Regions from separate parts of the Ovis aries genome. Here region 1 is linked to region 2. Evidence: chromatin contacts called from public Hi-C data. All regions are on one chromosome and are shown on one strand. The core of a region is the stretch at or near the end of the contact, and the rest is flanking DNA. Distances in the headings are between cores, read along the strand shown. Region 1 has its middle 5.1 kb from the start of TRNAC-ACA. Region 2 holds the start of FAM107B (family with sequence similarity 107 member B).

Evidence for each region. A called contact is a pair of places that touch in the nucleus more often than the background predicts.
Region 1: a Hi-C map of liver shows a contact between it and region 2, with 3 times the contacts expected there. The contact joins the enhancer-like site here to the promoter of FAM107B in region 2. A contact is called at or near these places in 2 of 16 Hi-C or Micro-C datasets (liver and mixed tissues).

The regions. Positions count from the first base shown.
Region 1 is chr13:28,719,522-28,724,654 of ARS-UI_Ramb_v3.0, reverse strand. No RefSeq gene overlaps it. Among named protein-coding and RNA genes, the nearest start is that of TRNAC-ACA, 5.1 kb to the left of the region's middle. Within about 2 kb of position 2,869, at least 1 of the 54 cell types and tissues checked has an H3K27ac peak or open chromatin away from gene starts, as enhancers often do. A contact at or near this core is called in liver, where this site is marked.
Region 2 is chr13:28,637,443-28,642,315 of ARS-UI_Ramb_v3.0, reverse strand. FAM107B (family with sequence similarity 107 member B) reads left to right here and starts at 3,519. Exons shown (of 5, transcript XM_042230569.1): 1 at 3,519-3,665.

The DNA of each region.
Region 1 (5,133 bases), core at 1,620-4,119, 83 kb before region 2:
ACACTCCTGTCAAACATTTATGTTTTCCATGTAATACAGCCCGTGCTGTAAAATGAACACCCATTGAGATAAAGCTTTGCTGACACATATGGAATTTCAGGGCCAAGAGATGTAAAGAATACGGAAGCTTTGTGTGCATATTGTCAATTGTTGAGAGGGAGTAACATAATAAGGCATTATCCTCCATTACAATAGTGTGGTTACCTTAATCTGATCAGTCAGAAGCAAGCACGGATTTGAGTGAGCTTCTAAACCTGTCCACAGAGGAGGAAGCGCAGGGGACAGGAGAGGAGTGAGGGAAGGAGCTCAGTGCCCTGGAAACTCAGTGGCCAAGGCCTGGGTTGCTGCGGAAAACCGGAGTTGAGGAAGAAAAGTCGGAGGACACCAGAACCCTAAAGGGAAAGGTGGGCGCACTTCTAGTCACAGTCACCACTAAGGAAATAGCCAGAAACTGCAATCCAAAGTGAATGTGAATTTTGGACTCATGTCTTGAAACAAAGCTCTTCTTAGTTACTTCAGAGAAAAAGAAATTTAAGGGAAAAAAATAAAACCAAACTCATATCTTCTTGTCTGACACTCTGCTCATTTTGTTCCTTAAAACTTTCCCAGCAATGAGTTTGGAAATCATTTAAGCCTCAGAGTGACCCTAACAGTGGTCTTGGCCTCCAGCCAGTCTCTGAGTTTCAGCAACTTCCTCAAGTATCGAAGACTTGACCCACTGTTCTTAAGTGATGCTGATGGGCTCAGGTCCTGAGTCGGTAAACTTGCGGGATTTCTTGCTCTTTGACAACAAAGTGTGACTTTAAGCCTCAGACTACTTTGGGGAAACCCACATGTGCCAGTGGAAACAAATCAAATCAGAACCTTTGGGGTGGGGCCGAGGCATGTGTATTTTTAAAATCCTCCCATATATATGCATGTATGCATGTATTTGTGTGTGTATATATATGTTTTGTTTAACAGACTTTTAAAAAATATTTATTTAGTACTGCACTAGGTCTTCGTTGCTGCATGTGGGCTTTCTCTAGTTGCAGTGAGCAGGGGCTACTCTGCTGTGCATAGGTTTCTCATTGCAGGTCGCTAAGTCCTGTCTGACTCCTTGCGATCCCATGGACTACAGTGTGCCAGGCTTCCCTGTCCTTCACCATCTCCTGGAGTTTGCTCCCTTAGCAACTGTATTTAAGGTTCCTCCATGCCTTTTCATGGTTTGATAGTGCATTTTTACCACTGGTTTCAAAGGCTGTTACCTTGAGAAATTCAGCTCCATGGATCATGAAACAAGTGGAAAACATCCTACTGTTTCATCTCTGCAGACATCTGTCTGAAATGCACAGCAAGTCAAGAGAAACAGAAATGGTCAGACTGGGTTCAGGCCTCCTAAGGTGGAGAGACTGGGCAGTCATACGAACTGACAGCAGGATGGGAGGCAGAGAGGAGCCTGTGAACAGAGTGCTCGAGCTGGGACGCTTGCCCGCGAAGCTGGGGCTTGAGGGTTCTGCCATTCCTCGCCATGAACAGGCACCATGCCCTCCACTGCCTGGTCAGCATTTGTATCCTTTCTTTCTCATAAGCTTGGTATCTCTTCCACAAGCTGTGATTCACTGACCCAGGATCTCTTTTTTAAAAATCCAATAGGTATGAATATTTCACTATTTTGATCGAGTGGGAGCAGGGAGCCATGTTTATGTTAAAAGTAAAGTGATCTTAGCAGAATGAGGAACGAAAAAGAAAAGGAGAATAAATACTTGGGTCCTCCTACTTACAGCCCTAATATGGCTCCCTAATCTAGCCCAGCCGCGGTGGTCACAGAGGGGAGGGGAGCGCTTGTGAGGCCAAGGTTGCCTGAGTAGCAGTAGTGGTCCATGAGGAGCACGGTCCTAGGATGGCGGAACTTTCCCCTGCGTAGGGACGGGTTCACCTCTCTTCAGTCTTGGCGACACTCTGCTGGTGACCATCATCTCTTTGGTCCCAGTGACTTGGAGCCGAGTAGAAATCTCTGAAGGTACCTGGAAACACAAGCTCTCTGAGCTGCCAAGTGGGATGAGCACTTAACCCAAAGGGCCAGTCTCTCCGTGTGTCACGAGGTGACTGTGACAGAGTCAGGGCTAGACTGTTTAAAATCAGTTTTACTCTCTTTTACTGTGGTTAAATAAACAGAACCTGAAATTTACCATTTAAACTATTCTTATGTGGACAGTTTGGTGACAGTAAGTAATTACACTCCCGTGGTTTCTGCAACCTTACCCACCAACCACACAGAACTTTTTCTTCATCCTAAACTGAAATGCTATACCCATGAAACGCTTACTCTCTATTTCCCCCTCCCCCACCCCTGGCAACCACCATTCTACTTTCTCTCTGTACTGGACTGACTACTCTAGGCACCGCATATAAATATAATTGTGCACTATTTGCCCTTCTGTGTCGGGTTTATGGCACTTGGCGTTATGTCTTCAAGGTTCACCCATGTTGTAGCATCCATCAGAATTTCATTCCTTCTAAAGGTTGACTGAAATTCCACTGTATGGCTGTATCACGTTTTGTTTATCCATTCATACACTAATGGACATAAAGCAATTGAATAACGCTGCTAGTGAAAATGGGTGTATAAATACTTATTCAAGTCCCTGCCTCAGTTTTTCCTGCTGTGTACCTAGGAGTGGAATTGCTGGGTCCTTTGGTAATTGTATGGGCTCCTCAGGTAGCTCCTCTCTGCAATGCCAGAGATCCAGGTTTGATCCCTGGGTCAGGAAGATCCCCTGGAGGAGAGCATGGCAGTCCATTCCAGTATTCTTGCCTGGAGAATCCCAAAGACAGAGGAGCCTGGTGGACTATAGTCCACAGGGTCACAAAGAGTTGGACATGACTGAAGTGATTGAGCAAGCGTGCGCACAGGCGCACACACGCACACACACATTACACACAGAGTAATTCTACGTTTAGCTTTTTGAGTAACCACCATAATGTTTTCCGTAGCAGCTGCACCATTTTACATGAGCGCCAGCAATGCACAAGGGTTCCAATTTCTTTACATCCATACCAACACTTGTTTTTCTGTTTGCTTTTTGATAATGCCCACTCCAATAGGTATGAAGTGGTATCTCATTGTGGTTTGATGCGCATTTTCCTAATGATTAACTATGTTCCCTGGTGGCTCAGACAGTAAACAATCTGCGTGTAGTGTGGGAGGCCTGGATTTGATCCCTGGGTTGGGAAGATCCCCTGCAGGAGGGCATGGCAACCCACTCCAGTATTCTTGCCTGGAGAATCCCATGGACAGAGGAGCCTGGTGGCTAGGGTCCCTGGAGTCACAAAGAGTCAGACACAACTGAGCAACTACGCACACACACACAATGATGTTGAATATCTTTTCATGCGCTGATTGGCCATTTGTCTATCTGTTTTGGAGAGATGTCTATATATGTTCTTTGCCTGTTTTGAATTGGGTTGTTTTTGTTGTTGCTGAGTTGCAGGAGTTCTTTATTTACTCTGGATATTAATCTCTTATCAGACATATAGGATAAATATTTTCTCCCATTCTGTGGGCTGTATTCTGTTTTGATTCCACCTATGTCCAGTTTAATTTTTAACTACCCAACTTGTGTTCCCTCTGTTTTTTTCCTAGTTTTGTCAGGGACGTATCTCTGGACCTTTCTGTGGCTGGGCTATAACCTCTCAACATAGAATAAACAGTAGGAAATCATTTTCTAGGAGTCCACTAGGAGTCTCCTATGACTTTGAGCACCTTGTCAGCTACCAGTTCAAATCTGTTCCTTTTTCTTTGAATGATTCATTTATTACATTTATTTTGCATGGCAATTTATCCAAACTTTTACTGTTAGCCTCTTAGAACAGTTAGACATTTAGAACAAATAAAGGGATTGGATTTTTCCTCCAAAGCCACAAAATCTCTAAGATCTGATGAAGGAAGGATGGGATTCAACTATTTAACCTTCTTTGAGGATGTACACACAGGCCACATGGATGTGTGCTCTTCGAGCAGAGAAAGATTGCTCCTACTGTCTAAAAGATGGGAATCATGAGGGCTGCTTTTCTCAAAACTAGAGAAAATGCACAGGGTTTACTTAGCACTAGCTGAGATGATAACCCAGATTTTTTCCCCCGAGTGTTTTAACATTTTCTCTCTCCTTTCCTCTCTCCCTTAAAAAAAACTTTGTTTTAAAACCATCATAACTGATTCTCTGCTCAGTCATTTCAGTTGCTACTGCACTTGGAAATAAACCAGAAATTGTAGTCTACAATGCTCCCTTGACCATAAATGGCAAACTTGAAAAAATAAAAAAACAAACAAAAAAAACCTCCCCAAACAATGAGGCAGTGCTTCTGGAAAAGGGAGATTTTAAGACCAAACTTGACATTGAGCCCTGCTGTGGGTGTGAAAACTGGAAGCATTTCCTTGCTGATTGCTAAAGCAGGGTCAGTGATTACACTTCATCATGACTCAAGGAAGACTTGGAGATGGGTCAGAGTGTCACATTTTAAAGGCAAATTTTTGTTTTGTGGTTTGTTCAAGCCCAGAAAGATCTAACCTGACTCTGCTATGGGAGAGCTGGTTTTGCAGCTGTGATGCACCAAACGCATGGTGTCACACACCAAAGTTAATAAAATATTATCTTTCATTATTTTAAAAGATAATAATTTGATTATTTAGTCAAAGACTTTATGAAAAGTATTAACACCATTACAACCAAAGGTTAACTCTATCACACATAGCCTACGAAAATATCAGGCATAAGACAGCTCTTTAGAAATATACATACACACTATATTGTCTACATACACAAATAAACCATGTATTTCTCTTTGTTCCTTAAAAGTATTTCATTAGATATACATTCAGTTCAGTTCAGTTCAGTCACTTTGTCGTGTCCCACTCTTTTCGACCCCATGAATCGCAGCACGCCAGGCCTCCCTGTCCATCACCAACTCCCGGAGTTCACTCAGACTCACGTCCATCGAGTCAGTGATGCCATCCAGCCATCTCATCCTCTGTCGTCCCCTTCTCCTTCTGTCCCCAATCCCTCCCAGTATCAAAGTCTTTTCCAATGAGTCATCTCTTTGCATGAGGTGGCCAAAGTGTTGGAGTTTCAGCTTTAGCATCATTCCTTCCAG
Region 2 (4,873 bases), core at 2,270-4,769:
CTGGGTCTTTGTTGCTGGGTACCAGTTTTCCCTAGTTGCAGTGAGTGGGGGCTACTCTTCTTTCTGGTGTGTGGGCTTTTCACTGTGGAGGCTTCTCTTATTGTGGAGCATGGACTTTAGGTGCAGTAGTTGTGGCATGAAGGCTTAGTTACTCTGAGGCATGTGAAATCTTTCCCGACTAGGGATGCAACCCGTGTCCCTTGCACTGACAGGTGGATTCTCATCCACTGTACCACCAGGGAAGTCCTAGTCCATAACCTTTAAGTTCTTATTTCCGGGTTCCACCCACAGTGCCTTCAGGGGTCCCAAGCCAAATTGGATATTTGATCCTATCTGAATTAAGATCTCCTTAAGATTCTCAGGAATGCGAAATATAATAGAAGCCCCAAACCGTAGACTTAATGAATGAGTATTGGCGTCCTATCTTTTAATAAAGCTTTGACTCAAGAAGTGCAAAGTAAATATTTGATCTCCTCTTATTGTTTTTGGTTTAGAAGAAGTAATGGTTCTTGATACAAAGGTAAGGAAGAGGCTGAGAGCTTCTGGACATTAATACCCCAGTCTAGGGAATAAGCTGCATGTTTCTCTTTCTCTCCAGGGCAGGGAAGAGACTGCACGGTCACTTATCACATCTAGACACTTTGTCCATTGTCCTGGCATCATCAACGTTTGTCCAGGCTGCTTTGAGGGGACGTTATAGACTCACTGGTGGGTCAGTGCTTTTCCAGGGTTAGAGTCTAAAATTTAAGGCATCCTTCTGCTCAGGCTGCCGTAACAGTGGTTTAAACCACAGACACATTTCTCACTGTTCTGGAGCCTGAAAGTCCAAGATCAAGGTGCTGGCAGAGTTGGTCTCTGCTGAAGCTCTTTCTGGCTTGCGGATGACTGTCTTCTGGCTGTGTTCTCTCATGGCCTCACACACACACACACACAAAGACAGAGACAGAGAGACCTCGGGTATCTCTTCCTTTTCTTAAAAGGTCACCAGTCTTACTGGATTAGGTCCCCACTCTCATGACCTCGTTTAACCTTCCTAAAGGCCCTATCTCCAGACATAGTCACATTAGGGTTTGGGTTTCAACATACGAATTTGGGGAAGACATAATTCAGTCCCTAACATTTCTTATATGCCAGACACTAGGTTAAGCAGGAGGCTATGTATATCTGTGAAGATATGTATATCTATCAAGTATAAACTCTGCTCAAGGAGGGCACATATTTATAATTCGTGCACTAATTATAAGATCATACTAGGTATGGGGGATGCAGAAAAAGTCCATTCAGTTTGAACAAGTTAGGAAGTCTTCTCAGAGGAACCTGGGTTTCAGAGAGGAGAGGAGCTCTTGGGGGTTGGGGTGGGGAGGTGTGCTAGGCAGAGGGGAGGCATGTAGAAAAGCCAGCAGGTGACTGATTCTTTCATGCAGTCCTCATAGTCACAAAATAGGGCCATTTAGCAAATATAGCACTCTGGCTGAGTGGAGCCATGGGTATGTGTTTGGAGGAAGTAGAAAGACCCCAGGAAGGTCATCAAGGTGACATCAAAAAATGTGTTGCTCTATGGGGTACTGTGTGAAGGAACTTGAACTGGGTCATGTAGTAGGAATTGGACATCCTTTAAAGGACTTTTTATTTTATTTATTTTTAATTGGAATGTAATTGTATTACGATATGTTTGTTTCTACAGTACATTGAGGTGAATCAGCTATGTGTGTGTGTGTATATATATATACATATACCCCCTCCCTCTTGAGCCTTGCTCCTGCCCTCCCCATCTCTCCCCTCTAGGTCATCACAGAGCACGGAGCTGAGCCCCCTGTGCTATATAGTAGCTTCCCACTAGCTAAGGGTTTTAAGAGCAGATTGGAACTTTGAAATTTCACTGGGGAAGCAATCTGGAGGAAAAGCATGTGTGAGATGGGAGGCTGGGGATATTGGGAGGCTACTGCTACAGGGTGATGACAGAGCCCAAAGGCCAGCTGTGGTAGAACCGGAGGGATGGGGGCAGGGAGAGCCATCAAGGCATCATGGAGAACTGAGTCCCATGTGGGCATGGGGAAAATCTAGGCCAGATCCCAGATTCTGGTTTCGTGACTGGTGGATCCATTGTCAAGAGCAGAGCCTACACAACCTAAGAACGGGAGAGAAGGAAGACTTGTGGGGAACAGAGTGGATAAAGTTCACACAGGTGAATTTTTGGGCTTGGAAGACACTGTCTCTCTAAATCCTGTGGCAAAAATAAAAAAACAAACAAACAAACAAAAAACAACAACAACAACAACAAAAAAAAATCCTGTGGCAGGTGATCCCCGCCCCCCCCCCCCCCACCCCGCTGCCAGCTGGCTTCAGAGCCTAGGGATGACCAAACTCTAAAGTGTTGTGACTTCAGAGCATCTTTGGAGGAAGTTATTGGTTCGTGTGCTCAGTTGCTAAATTATGTACGAGACTCTTTGCAACCCCATGGACTGTAGCCTGCCAGGCTCCTCTGTCCACGGGATTATCCCAACGAAGAATACTGGAGGGGGTTGCCATTTCCTTCTCCAGGAGATCTTCCCAACCCAGGGATGGAAGCGGAGTCTCCTGCACTGGCAGGTAAATTCTTTACCCCTGAGCCACCGGGGAAGTCCCAACTGGTTTACCAAAACCCATAATTGATATGACTTTTTTGTGTGATCATGACCCAAGCTGTTTTGGTCAGAAAGGTTTGCCCATAAATAAGTGCTTATTCATCTGCGGCCAAGAAAATTAAAATCTTTTGATCTAAAAGCCATTACCTGTTGTCTTTATTGTTTGTTACCCTGAAACAGATACCTCCCCCAACTTTTTATTTTTTTTAACCTGCTGTGATTCAGGTAGATTGTAATCTAAGAGTCTTAGGGTTGGTCAGAAAAGCAATTCGCTCTAAGAGAGCTGAGAAAAATGAAAACTTGAGAGGAAAAAAGAAAAGAGGCAAAACAAACCTTTTTCTCCTTTCCTATAAATTTAAATACCCTTTCATGAATGAGGAGGAGGAGTCTGAACAAATTACCCGGTCTCTGGATTTCAGGCCCTGGTTGGCCAGTAAATTTGTACAGTTACAAAACAAATCTGATTCCCTGTCCCTTTGAGTTTTCTCTGGAGACGTGTTGGCAGGACTTTAACGGGGAAGCTTGAATCCAGACAGCAGCAGCCAAACACTCCACAGTGCTTGTGCTTGCGGGGGTGGTGGTAGTGGTGGCGGGCTGTGTGTGTGTAATTTAATTTCCCATTTCCCTCATCTGGTGATACTCAGTTTTTTGTTCCAATACAGTATTCTCTCTCCTTCGAGAGTTCCCAAAGCGAACCAAACTAAAACCACAGAAGGAAAACCTCCGGAACCAAACCCGCTGACTTTTTCCCGGTATAGCCCTAGTGGGCCCCGGTCCGGAGCGCGGAGCTCCAGCCAGCGCGGCGGGGCGTGTCCGAGGGCGTGGCCTCGGCAACCTCGCCCCGCCCCCGCCCCGCCCCGCCGCTTAATTCGGAAGCTCCGGGCCGCGGGGTGTGAAAGAGCCGCCCAGCGCCGGACGGGTAGCAGCCGCCGTCAGAACCGCCGCCCGGGCCGCTCTCAGCTGTTGGGCCGCTGGGTGCCGCCGCGGCCGCCCGGAGCGAGCGCCGGGGAGGGAGCCGCGCGCCTTTGTGCGCGCGCCGAGGTGGGTTCGCCTCCAGCACTTACTTTGCACACAAAGACTGGGAGCTGAGGGGAGGCGGGGTGCCCGCCAGGGCTACGGCGCGGCCGCCCACCTTGCTCTGACCCCCGGCGCGAGGCTTTCCCGGGGTGGGAAGGGCCGCCAGGCTTCCCCTCCCGGCGGCTGGCGCTGGGGTGGGGGTCCTGGCGTGCGGGGGTTGGGGGGTTACGGTGCGCAGGGCGGTGGGCTTGCGGGGAGCCCCGGCCACCCCGCGCGGTGCAGGGGACAGGTCCGGGGTGCGGGGTCGGGGCGTGGCAGGGCCCGCGTGCGAGGAGTCCCCAGTGCCCGGGGGTGCAGGGGATACGGGGGGCGCCGCCAGGGAGGCGAGCCTGGGCGGCCGCTCCGCTCGGCTTATTGTTGCTTCCTCGGCCCTGAAAATGGAGAGACCCTGCTTGGAGGGATGCGCTGCCCACCGGCTGCGCCGCGCGCGGCCAGATGCCGAGCCCGGGGCGCCCGGCTCGCCCCTCGCAGCCCTGGCCGCCGCGGAGCCTCTGCCTGGACAAACAAAGGAGGGGCCGCGGGGGGTGAGGGGGGGTGTTGCGCCGCTGGTTGAAGGGTGATCGGGGCACTGTTTCCCAAACAGCCTGCAAGTAACTTTTCCATTTCTGTCTCCTCTCCGCTCCGCTCTTACTGCTCCAGTGAACCCAGTATGTTGGGTGGCGTCTGTACCCAAGGAGTCCTAAAATTTTGATTCTCATAACTCCTTCCCCGAGCATCTTCGGGTCCTCTCTGGAATAGCGTGGATGCCTCTGGCCAAGTTTTGACGAGCTTTATAGGGAATGGTAACAGTCAGTCCTTCTGAAATATGAAGAGGAATCCCATAGAGGATAAATGGCAGATCTTCTCTGTAGTAAGATACCATAGCCTGCCTTTTGCGGGAAGACTTGAGTCAGTGACAGTAGAGCAAAGTTCTTTGATGAGAATGAGTGTGATATTCAAGACGAATATAGAAAATTGGAATAAGGCCTGTTAGGCTTTATATTTTTAACTTGCCAACAGGTACTTAGTTTCTGTTCGGACCGTGTCCCCCTTTCATCACGTTGGAGATTTCAGCTGTACAAATTGCTTTAAGTTGAGATAGTATCTGAGGTGCATGTCTAGAGATTTCTTAATGCTAGTAGTTTCCAGTTTAAAGCTTTTAGGTGTAAAATTATATATGTTTATTAACAAAT